Linked DNA regions of Ovis aries: regions 1 and 2 are each linked to region 3. Evidence: chromatin contacts called from public Hi-C data. All regions are on one chromosome and are shown on one strand. Each heading gives the region's core, a stretch centred on a gene start, on an enhancer-like site or on the middle of the called end of the contact. The rest is flanking DNA. Distances are from core to core; before and after follow the strand shown. Region 1 overlaps SYN3 (synapsin III). Region 2 overlaps SYN3 (synapsin III). Region 3 holds the start of TIMP3 (TIMP metallopeptidase inhibitor 3).

The links. A called contact is a pair of places that touch in the nucleus more often than the background predicts.
Region 1: a contact with region 3 is called in a Hi-C map of hypothalamus, with 6 times the contacts expected there. The contact joins the enhancer-like site here to the promoter of TIMP3 in region 3. A contact is called at or near these places in 7 of 16 Hi-C or Micro-C datasets (hypothalamus, liver, muscle and 4 more).
Region 2: a Hi-C map of tail adipose tissue shows a contact between it and region 3, with 9 times the contacts expected there. The contact joins the enhancer-like site here to the promoter of TIMP3 in region 3. A contact is called at or near these places in 7 of 16 Hi-C or Micro-C datasets (hypothalamus, liver, mesenteric adipose tissue and 3 more).

Annotation. Positions count from the first base shown.
Region 1 is chr3:177,157,897-177,161,182 of ARS-UI_Ramb_v3.0, reverse strand. The region is part of intron 2 of SYN3 (synapsin III); the gene reads left to right. LOC132659468 (a long non-coding RNA gene) reads right to left here. Exons shown (of 2, transcript XR_009599973.1): 1 at 1,900-3,286; 2 at 429-1,131. Among named protein-coding and RNA genes, the nearest start is that of SYN3, 44 kb to the left of the region's middle. Within about 2 kb of position 1,797, at least 7 of the 54 cell types and tissues checked have an H3K27ac peak or open chromatin away from gene starts, as enhancers often do. A contact at or near this core is called in hypothalamus, where this site is marked.
Region 2 is chr3:176,843,832-176,846,988 of ARS-UI_Ramb_v3.0, reverse strand. The region is part of intron 6 of SYN3 (synapsin III); the gene reads left to right. Among named protein-coding and RNA genes, the nearest start is that of TIMP3, 150 kb to the left of the region's middle. Within about 2 kb of position 1,833, at least 20 of the 54 cell types and tissues checked have an H3K27ac peak or open chromatin away from gene starts, as enhancers often do. A contact at or near this core is called in tail adipose tissue, where this site is marked.
Region 3 is chr3:176,989,671-176,993,004 of ARS-UI_Ramb_v3.0, reverse strand. TIMP3 (TIMP metallopeptidase inhibitor 3) reads right to left here and starts at 1,471. Exons shown (of 5, transcript NM_001166187.1): 1 at 1,351-1,471. The coding sequence starts at 1,471. The region is part of intron 6 of SYN3 (synapsin III); the gene reads left to right.

The DNA.
Region 1 (3,286 bases), core at 548-3,047, 170 kb before region 3:
TGACTCATGTGGGCACACACACTCATGTCTAAGGGCAGGACTCCCTGTTACAGCGTGGTGGCCAAGCGCAGTGGCCTCCTCCTCAGAGGAAAGTACCCGCCTCAAGCACCCCCTCCACCAGTGCCTTTGGGCAGCCAGAATGTTGAGGTGCCAGGGGAAGTGGGGTTTCCTGTAGCCATCCAGACACTCGTGAGCTCAGGGAGTCTTGGCAGCCCCTTGAAGCCTTGCTGTGGCCTAATTGGCCCCAGGGAGACCAGGACTTTCTGCTTCCCACTGTGCTGTCTTGTCGGGGGAGGGTTGCAGTGGGTGGGAAGGGGGTATTAAATTCAGAGCTGGCATCACCAGCAGAGGCTTTTGGGTAGAGTTGCTTGTTGCTTTAGCCAGTAAAAATGGCGATGTCCAATTAATAATTAGACAGTGAATCAGTATAAGCATATCCCATGCAATATATAGATTTGTACCACAAAATTATTTGTTGTTTATCTGGAGTTCATAATTAAGTAGATGTCTGTTACTTTATCTTTCCACCCTACTAACGGAGGGTGGCAACAAGAGGCAGTGCCCAGCCCTGCTAACATGGGCCCAGTGAGAAGCTGGCCTTTGTGCGTCCTTGCTTTCTGGTTGGGGAGCCAAACCAGCCCTCCCACCCCTTCCATTGACCTCATTCTCAGGAAGCTGCTTTCCCGGCCTGTGATGAGGACTGAACAGTCGCAGTCACCAGCAGGGCAGGAACAAAATAGAGTGGACAGTCTCGAGGCAGACTGCCTGGACCCCTTCCTCTCTCTCACTCATGAGACCTTGGGGGAGTCTGGCCTCTGGGCCTCACATTCCTCCATTGTAAGGCAGGATCGTGGCACCTCTCACGAAGGGTCAGTAAGAGGTGGAGGGGGCTGGTACTGGGCTTAGCTGTCGTAACGGGCACTGAAATGGTGATGGTGTTAACGGTTGATTGCAGGGACTTCCCTGTGGTCCAGTGGCTAGGACTCCATACTCCCAATGCAGGGGGCGCGGGTTCAGTCCCTGGTCAGGGAACTAGATCCCACATGCCACAGCCAAAGATCCCATATGCTGCGACGAGAACTCCACATGCCACAGTGAAGACGGAAGATCCTGTGTGCTGCAGCTAAGACCCTGCACAGCCAAATAAATAAAATGAAATAAATATTAAACCCCAGCTAATTGTGATACTAACTGCTAGCGAATGCAGTGGCCCTGGCAGCCGGTGGGGAGGAAGCCGCTGGCACGTTTCTCAGCTCAGCTGGACGTGCCTGAGGGCTGCGCTCTAGAAGCCCCGGAGGAGGGCTGTCTGGGCGCTGGTGGGCTGGCACACTGTCTGCTCTGAAGATGGGAAGACGGGGACCGGGCTGGTTCCCCTCCTCCTAGAGTTGGTCGGGGGCTCAAGGCAGGATTTACACCTGTCTGTTGGGGACACTAGGCTCTAGGGAACAAAATCCTTATGTTTCCCCCCACCCACCTCTTCCTCTACCCCTAAGACTCTCCTTGAAATAAGGGTAAGCCCTGCCTGTTCCCTGTGGGGAAATCCAGCAGTGGGGGGCAGGGAGCTAGGAAAGGCCTGGTGAGAGGGGTCTTGCCATCCTCTTACTCCCTTCATTCACGGATTCATACAAGCCACCCCCTGCAACCTGGGGTGGTGCTGGACTTCTGGGCTTGTCCTCCCACTCTGGGCACCCCCTGCCACTCCCCCTCCCTCCGCCCTGGTGCCTGGTGCGGGAGGGGCCTTGGGCATTCCCCAGCAGCCTGGCCTGTCGCCTGGACACCAGCGCCGCTTTCCCAGGCCCGGCCCCTTTTATCAGGGGGACAATGTCCGCACACAGTGAGGGCCTTGTGTGGCACCCAGGCCCCGAGCCCTTTGACTTGAGGAATTTTTCAAGTGCTGACCTCTCTCCGTGAGGTCTTCTCGCCATCCAATCCAGAGGCTCTGTGCCCCGGCCGCTTCCTCCCCTGCTCTTGCACGGCGAGAGGGAGGGAGGGGAAAACAGTGAAGAGTTGTCTCCTGCCCTGGTAGAGTCTTCATCCTGTGAGAGTGTGGCTAGGAAATCTGGGGGAAGTGTCTTAGAGCAGAAGGTAGCACGGGGAGGAGTCTGATGGACGCTGTGTCTTCTCCAGTTCCCCCTTCCCTGCTGATGCTGTGAGATCTGAGGGGAGCCTTCCCCGTTCCCTGCTGATGCTGTGAGATCTCAGGGGGGCCCCTGTCCTCTCCAGGCTTCAGTGCCTTCATCAATCAAACAATGACAATAAACTGAGATCACGGTCCCCAAAGCACTGTTTCCGTCAGAATGACATTCAGATTATCAGGTACTGCTCTTCACCTTCTGTATGGATAGAGTTCTTTGTTTGCAAGAAAAAGAAATGACTTTGGCTGACTTAGGCAAAATGGAGGGTTTATGGAAAATATGCTGGAGGCTCACAGAATGAAGAGAAAACAAGAAGACCCAAGTTTTGGAGAGGTCAGGACCCAGGGCTCTGTCTGGACCTAAGAGGCAGGAACTTGTGAACACTCTCTGGAGAAGTCAGCTCCTATTGTCTTCCAAGCTTTGTGCCTCTCTGCTTAAAAATAAAATTCCTGGGCAAGAACAAACCTGACTGGTTCCATAAGATGTCCTGGGGACACTTGGGGACAGTCCCATCAAGACTGTGTGCAAGAGAGAGGCTTGGTTCAGGAATGCAAGTGCGGATGGGGGTGCTGATAATAGGAGTCAGAATGAGTGTGGGACAGCCACTCTGAGAGGCTCTTCCAGAACTCCTGAGACAGAATATCCAGAGGAGAGCTCAGGAGACATTTTTAAAATGATGAAGAGCCAAGTTTAGAAACCGTCGTGGCTAGAGGACCGGTTTCATGTGGCTCCCAACTGGTAGAACTGAGGCCAGTAAAGCAGACAAAGAGGGAGGTGTGTCAGCTCAGTGTATGTAATGGGAAGAAGACCACGTGGGCTGCCCAGTGAGGGAGTGAGCCCCCGTCACTTGCAGGTTCCAGTACAACTAGGCTGGCAACTTGGGAGGAATAATGCAGAAGAGGCTCAGACTCTGAAGGGGCCAGCCTGCAAGCCCTTAAAAAGAGTCTCAGACCTGAAACTTCTCATTTTCCTCTCTCTGCTTTTATGTCTCAGTCATTTTTCCTGCCATTGCCCTGCCTTTTTCTGGATAATTCCACTGTCCAACTTCTGAGTCTTTCCTCATTCTTCAAAATGTGATTTTCTTGCCTAGGTCCTCCTCTTTAAGAGAAGTCCCTCAGATGCCATGGGCTCTCCTAGCAATAGCTGTTCCT
Region 2 (3,157 bases), core at 584-3,083, 150 kb after region 3:
AGTCTGGAGGTGAGTCGGAGTTAGCCTGAGAGGCGCGTGAAGAGCATCCTCAACCAGCACAATGGCCCTTAACTGTGAAAGGCCCTGTTGTTGTGAAGAAATTAAGAATTCAGCGTGGTTCAATGGGGAGGATACTGAGATGCATTATAAAAATAACAGCTCAGTGCTTACAGCATGTACTTCATGCCAGGCATTGTGCTAACGCTATTGTTTTTACTCATTTTCCTCTTAATGACGGCCTTATGAAGTAGGTATTTTTATCATGCCCATTTTACAGATGAGGAAATTGGAAGGTTAAGCAATTTGGCCAGCGCCCCATAGCTAGTTAAATGGCATATCTGCAAGTCAAGCCCAGGCCTTTGAGCTTGCAAAGTTCATGCTTCAGAATACTGACTGTACTGATCCCATAGTTGCTTGACAATTAAACTGAAATAGTCAAAGGGGAACTTCTCTGGTGGTCGCCATGCAAGGGGCCCAGGTTGGATCCCTGGTAAGGGCACTAGATCCCACATGCTGCAACTAAGAACCAGCACAGCCAAATAAATATTTTCTAAGAAAATAGTCAAAGAGCTTTGGAGGAAAATGATGCATTCAGTTTGGGGCATCCAAAGAAGGTGCTGAGAATACAGCGACATATACACATCTGTAGCTAAGAAAATATGAATGGGCTGTAGATAAGATCTGGGAGCCATCAGTGAACAGGTCATTGCTAATACCAGGAACATGGATCTGAATAAGAAGAGAAGAAGGCCTCGGAGAGAGCCATATCCCACTTAGATGTTTGAGAGCCAGTGGTAGGTAGGTGGGTGGAGGGGCAAAGGATGCTGAAAAGAAGCAGCTGCAGAGTTAGGAAAGAAAAACAGAGGGGTGGTACCAATGGGCACCAATGTCGCATGCTACAGAGTTGGATGAAAACTGCAAAATGGCCTATAGAATTTGCAGATGACCTAAGTGACCTTGTGCTGACCAATTTCCTAAGTCTGATAGACAAGGGGAAAGGGACCATTGATAGATTTATAACAAAACTTACTATGACTTCTCATTTTTCACTTGTTGTTGTTCAGTTGCTAAGTTGTGTCTAACTCTGCAAAGCCATGGACTGTAGCACACCAGGCCTCTCTGTCCATCACTATCTTCTGGAGTTTGCCCAAGTTCATGAAAATCACCCTTTATCAAACTACATTTCCTGACCTGGGATACAGAAAAATGCAGTTGCTGCAGCAAAATACAAGATGTAATGAGGCTGTAGGGTATTTATCCAGGAGTTGGTGATGGACAGGGAAGCCTGGCGTGCTGCAGTCCGTGGGGTCACAAAGAGTCGGACACGACTGAGCGACTGAACTGAACTGAACTGAGGATATTTAGCAAGCCACTTCTCTTCTCGGGGCCTCAGTTTCCCCATGTAGAAAAAGATAGAAGGAGAGACAGACTAGTTTTCTCCCAGACCCAAAATTCTATTTTCTGCCATCCCAGATGTTCTTTGGGCATGCTGGTGTTGATGGGGATGGTGAAACAGGACTCGGGTGTGGTGAAAGAGAAGCCCCCAACCCCGCTTTAACTGCTGCAGTTCCCCCTGTGGTCTCTTCACTCTCAGTCTTGTTTTCTCCCCAGTCCTCCAAGGCGGCTATTGGAGCCAGTGATGAGAAACACATGTTTCTGGGCAGCTCTGGTGTTGCACAATGCCGCCAAGGGGAGGGGAAAAAAAGAAAGAGAAAAAAAAAAAGAAAAGAAAGGAAGGAAAGAAAAGAGCTTTGGTATTTTCAGCCTCCACAGACAATTCCTCCATTGATGTGTTGTGAGTCACGGCGGGCCGCCAGGCCATCGTGGTTTCTGAATCACTTCCTCCAAGAGAGGCTCTCCACTTGTTCCTGGGCTGGCTTCAGCCAGGGCTGGAATGTGAGGAGGTTGAGCCCTTCAGAATGCCTCTGACTGCTTTCTTCTTTGCTGGAGCTCCAACCACAGAGGTGGAAAGGCCTGGCTGGAAGGAGATGGGAAGCAGGTTGAACTTGCTTGTTCCGAGGAGTGGACCACCTCCCCCCGCCCCTGGCCACAGAACTGAAACTCATGCCCCCTCCCTGGTCAGAGATGGAAGTCACGTGAAAACCGAGATTAAGGGCCCTAGTTTTCTGCAGTGGGCGCCAGACTCAGATCTGAATTTTCCGTCTCCTCCACCTTTATTCTCTGGCTGCCTTGGACGAGGCTGGCACCTTTTGGCCAGAGGTAGATGTAAAGTGGATCCTGGTCCTCCGGTGACTAACATCAGGGCATCTTGGGCTTCATCCTCGGTCTCCCATCTTGCAGTTTCCATCTTTGAAGACAAGGATGATAATGGCCTGAGACGCCCTCGCCAGGATGATGGTACTCAAGTGAGACTCTGTTTTAAGTTCTTGCTTAGAACAAACTTCATTCATTCAACAAGGAGCTTTAACCCTCACCCTGGGTCACACTTTGTGTAGGCACCAGGCATTCTAAGAGGAAAGGGATATGGTCCTAGCCATATGAAAGAAAAATGGTAAAGCAGTGATGCAAATTCAGTGTGGCAAGTGCTCAGGTGAAGGGACCCAGAGGAGATTCTACACATACTTGGGGTTAGGGGAACTTCGGGAGGGCATCCAGGAAGGTTTGCTGGATCAGATAAGGCATCGTTAGCACCATTTTCCTTTGTTCAGCACCATCGCCCTCTCCCCTCAGCCCCTGGTTGCAGGACTTTCCCAGGTTTGTACTTTGAACAGAAGAGATGAAACCCACTCTCAGCCCCTGTAAGAGAGGAAGTGGTTTCTCCCCTCCTTGCCAACAGAAGGCGCTATTTCCCAGTAACCCCAGCAGTTGGGAATATGCTAGAATGCCGCCACCTTGTGGGCACACTGAGCCTTGCCCACTTCTCTGAGATGGATTAACATGGAAGCCATCCTCCAAAGAAACAGGGTCTCTGGCTTGGTTCCTTACCTGATTCCGGTTACAGGTGAAGGGTGAAGGGAGCACCCTTTAGAAACTCCCCTGACCACGTTGGCCAGCTGAAGTCTCCCTTAAGGAGACAGATCTGGATTAATAAGCTTTCTTAGAGCAGGCACCCTATCTTAACCTTCTTAACCTTCTTTCATAGATCTACCAGAAGTCAGGCAGGTAAGAGGTGCTCAACACATGGATGTTAGATAAA
Region 3 (3,334 bases), core at 222-2,721:
AGCAAGGACCCCAGGAAGCCACTAATGTGGGTGACCCTAGGTCACACAAATACTCCTGCCTGCCAGCCAGACTGACCCAGTCACCACAGCCACCTCCCTCACATCTCCTAGGCTTGCCAGGCCCACCAGCAGCACCCCTCCCAGCCTCAGCTGCCTCCCCTGCCAGGTTCCTGCCTCCTCCCCCTCCTCCCCTGCAGCACACTTGTGGAGGCCCTCACCCAGGACCCAGTGGAAAATTTCTTTTCCTCTTTATGACTGTGCTTAAAACACACACGCTCCATTCTTCACCTCTGAATGGACACAGGCAGAGGGTGACTAGACTGTGTTGTACCCCACCCCCCGCCCGCATTTACACACACACACAGAGCAAGGGCCACTAGACTTGCAAGCTTTATGAGCTGGAAAGGAGAGGAGAGATGTTTTCCAGCTGCTGCTCCCCCTCTGGCCATCCAAGCACAAGTGTCCCGAACACTCTGAAACAAGTTCTCCCAGGACTCTAAAGGCCCTTGTCTCTAATCAAGACACTAAGTCCGATTTGGAATAGTCACCATGATGTGACCCTTGGCATCTTTGTTCTTTTGGTAACAAACCTGTTTTCCACTGCCGTGTCTCCCCCCACCCCACACACATTCAAGGAAAAAAAAAGCCTTCCTGTGAATTCTCACAGCTATGTGATAAGTGATCCCTCACACACGCCACCTCCTGCTTGCTATCAACACTTTCAAATACAGTTCCTTCGGGGAGGGTCAACCCCACAGATTCCTTCTTATTTCCCCCCTTAAATCCACCCAAACTTGGCAGTCCAAGAAGCTCAGTTAGCACTTGCCCAGGGATTGTGAGGCTGAGTTGGGTCTTGGTGAAAAGAATGAACATAGTGGGGAGATGGTGAAAACTCAGAAAACTACAAGTTTCTCCTGCAACTTTCCCCTGCACATGACTGGCAACTTTTTCTTTTTAATTTTTATTTTTTAAACTCATCATCATCCCAGCACTTTAGTTGGCATTACAAGTTTTAGAAATGCTCTCCCCATCTTTCTTCCCCAGACAGTTCTCCGGTGATAGTGAAAAGGGGAATTTTCCAGATGTCAAAAAGACCAGTAAGGACCTCACGCCCTAAAAGACCATGGCTACAAAGAGTTCACTCGGCCTCGGTGGGTTTCTCTGCGTCTACCCACCTCGGTCATGCTGAAGCATACCTCAGAATCTACCTCCACGACCTCCCCCCAAGCCCAGGCAATGGAAAGGATTGGGGGTTGGCGAGGCCACCCATAGCAGCGCCGGAGTCCCGGCTGCAGCGCGCGAGCGAACGGTCACCGCGGGGGCTCCGGCAGGGACCCCGGGAGCGCTTACCGATGTCTGAGTTGCAGAACGCGTCCTGGGGGTGGCTGGGCGAGCACGTGCACGCCTCAGCGCCCCAGTCCCCCAGGCTCCAGCTGCCCAGGAGCACGACGAGCCCGAGCCAGGGAGTCATCGCCGCTGCCGTTGCTGGGGCTGCTGCTCGCGTCTACAAAGTTGCCTTGCGCGCCACGGGCCGGGTCGCTGCAGCCTGCGCTCGCCCGCCCGCCTGTGGGGGGCAACTTTGGCTTGGAGCGCGCCGCCCTCCGAGTGCCCGGCGGGACGGGATGGAGTGCGACGGAGCTGCCTCGGCGCTGGCGCAGGACTGGGCGGGTGGGCAGTCTCTCTGGGCGGAGGAGCAGGAGCTGAGGGAGCAGAAGGAGGAGAAGCTGTCCGAGCGTCCGCCCGCTGCCCGCTCTGCGCCGCAGCCCCGCGGCCGAGTGATATAGCGCGGGTCCCCCCGGGCACCCCCTCTCGAGCGCGCGGGGCCCGCCGACTCCGACCAATAGCAGAGCCGCATTACCTCATCGGCCCTCCAAAAAGGGGGCGGGGCCGGGGGCGCGGGGCGACGGGGCGGGGCCGCCCGTCCCGTTCAGGTCCTTTTAGGGAATAATACAGCTGTGGGCACGCGAGTGGGTGGGCTGAACGCGCCCCTGCTACGCGCTGGCGCAGGGGCCCTCGGAGCGGCGCCCCCTTGCCCTCCTCGCCTGCAAACCCGCCATACGCCCACCCCGCCCTCTGGGCGCCTCTGACTCAAACCAAAATCAACTACCGCTCACCCCAGCACCAACCCCTTTGGCAGGTCAGAGGTGGCCTTGCCTTGGGGACCTTGACTGCGCCTGGTGGAAAGGATAAATAAAGGCTAACTGTGCCTTCTCTGGAGAGAGCCGGGTCAGAGGGGAAAGAACCAGGTTGCTGACAAATCCCCTATCCCTCAGCGTATCGCTGCTCCAGACTTTCCTGCTCAGTAGGAAGAAGTCGTTTGCCTTTTGGAACTGACTGTAACGAAAGGTTGTTTCCCGGGCTCAGCCGGAGTAAATCATGAGGCCATTCAACAGACATCGTTCTGGATTCTGGGATGAGCAAAACGAACTCTTTGTTCCCATGGAACTAGTAGGCAATACATTAGAAGATACATGAGTACATAGGGTGATTTACTAAGGTAATAGTGCCCTGAATGATGAATGATGGGTTAGAAATACTGCGGAGGGCGCTGCTGTCTACGGGATAATAAGCAAAATGGCTGAGAAGGTGACAGCCTGGCTGTGAACAAGAAGCCTCAGCCCTTTGGCAGCTGGGAGGAGATAACAGCAAGTGCAAAGTCCCTAGGCTTACTCGAAAAACAGTAAGTTAGGGCACGAGGAAATGGTAACCCCACCGAGGGCAGACAAGTCTCCATCCTTCAGCGAGGAATTAGAGGTGAACTAATTCCAACCGGAAATGAAACTAGATCCTGAAGAACTATCCAGGATTCAAGAACATGAGGAACAATGGATATCTGCTAAAAAACTGATACTATGACTATTTTTCTTATTCAGTAACCTCTTGAGCCTGCCTTATATTAATATTTTCCATACTTCACCTCATTACATCTCACAATGATCCTTTTAGATAGGAAAAACACAAAGTGTTATTCACACTTTCCAGATGAGGAAACTGTTGCAGAAAGATGCCATTACTTGGCAACCAGCCAGGAACTGAATTCTCTGATTCCTGCCTTAAGACAGGTGTTTATTTTCTTGGACTTTTTAGTGGCAGCTAGCTTTATCTGTGCAAGTGTCCTTTTTGCAGCTGGAATCTTCTTTCTATTCTTGCATCTTTCTCACTTTCTCACCCAACTCATCCCGTTTGGAAAGAGACTAAAGTGATTTGGCAATAAAAATGGTAAAAGTTTGGAACAAAAGAAGGATGAGAAGTGCTGCTCTGAAGTGCAAGTTCATCCTCTTTCTCAGAAATTCCTCTGTTTACACCTCAGAGAAGTGACACCAAAATGGCAGGA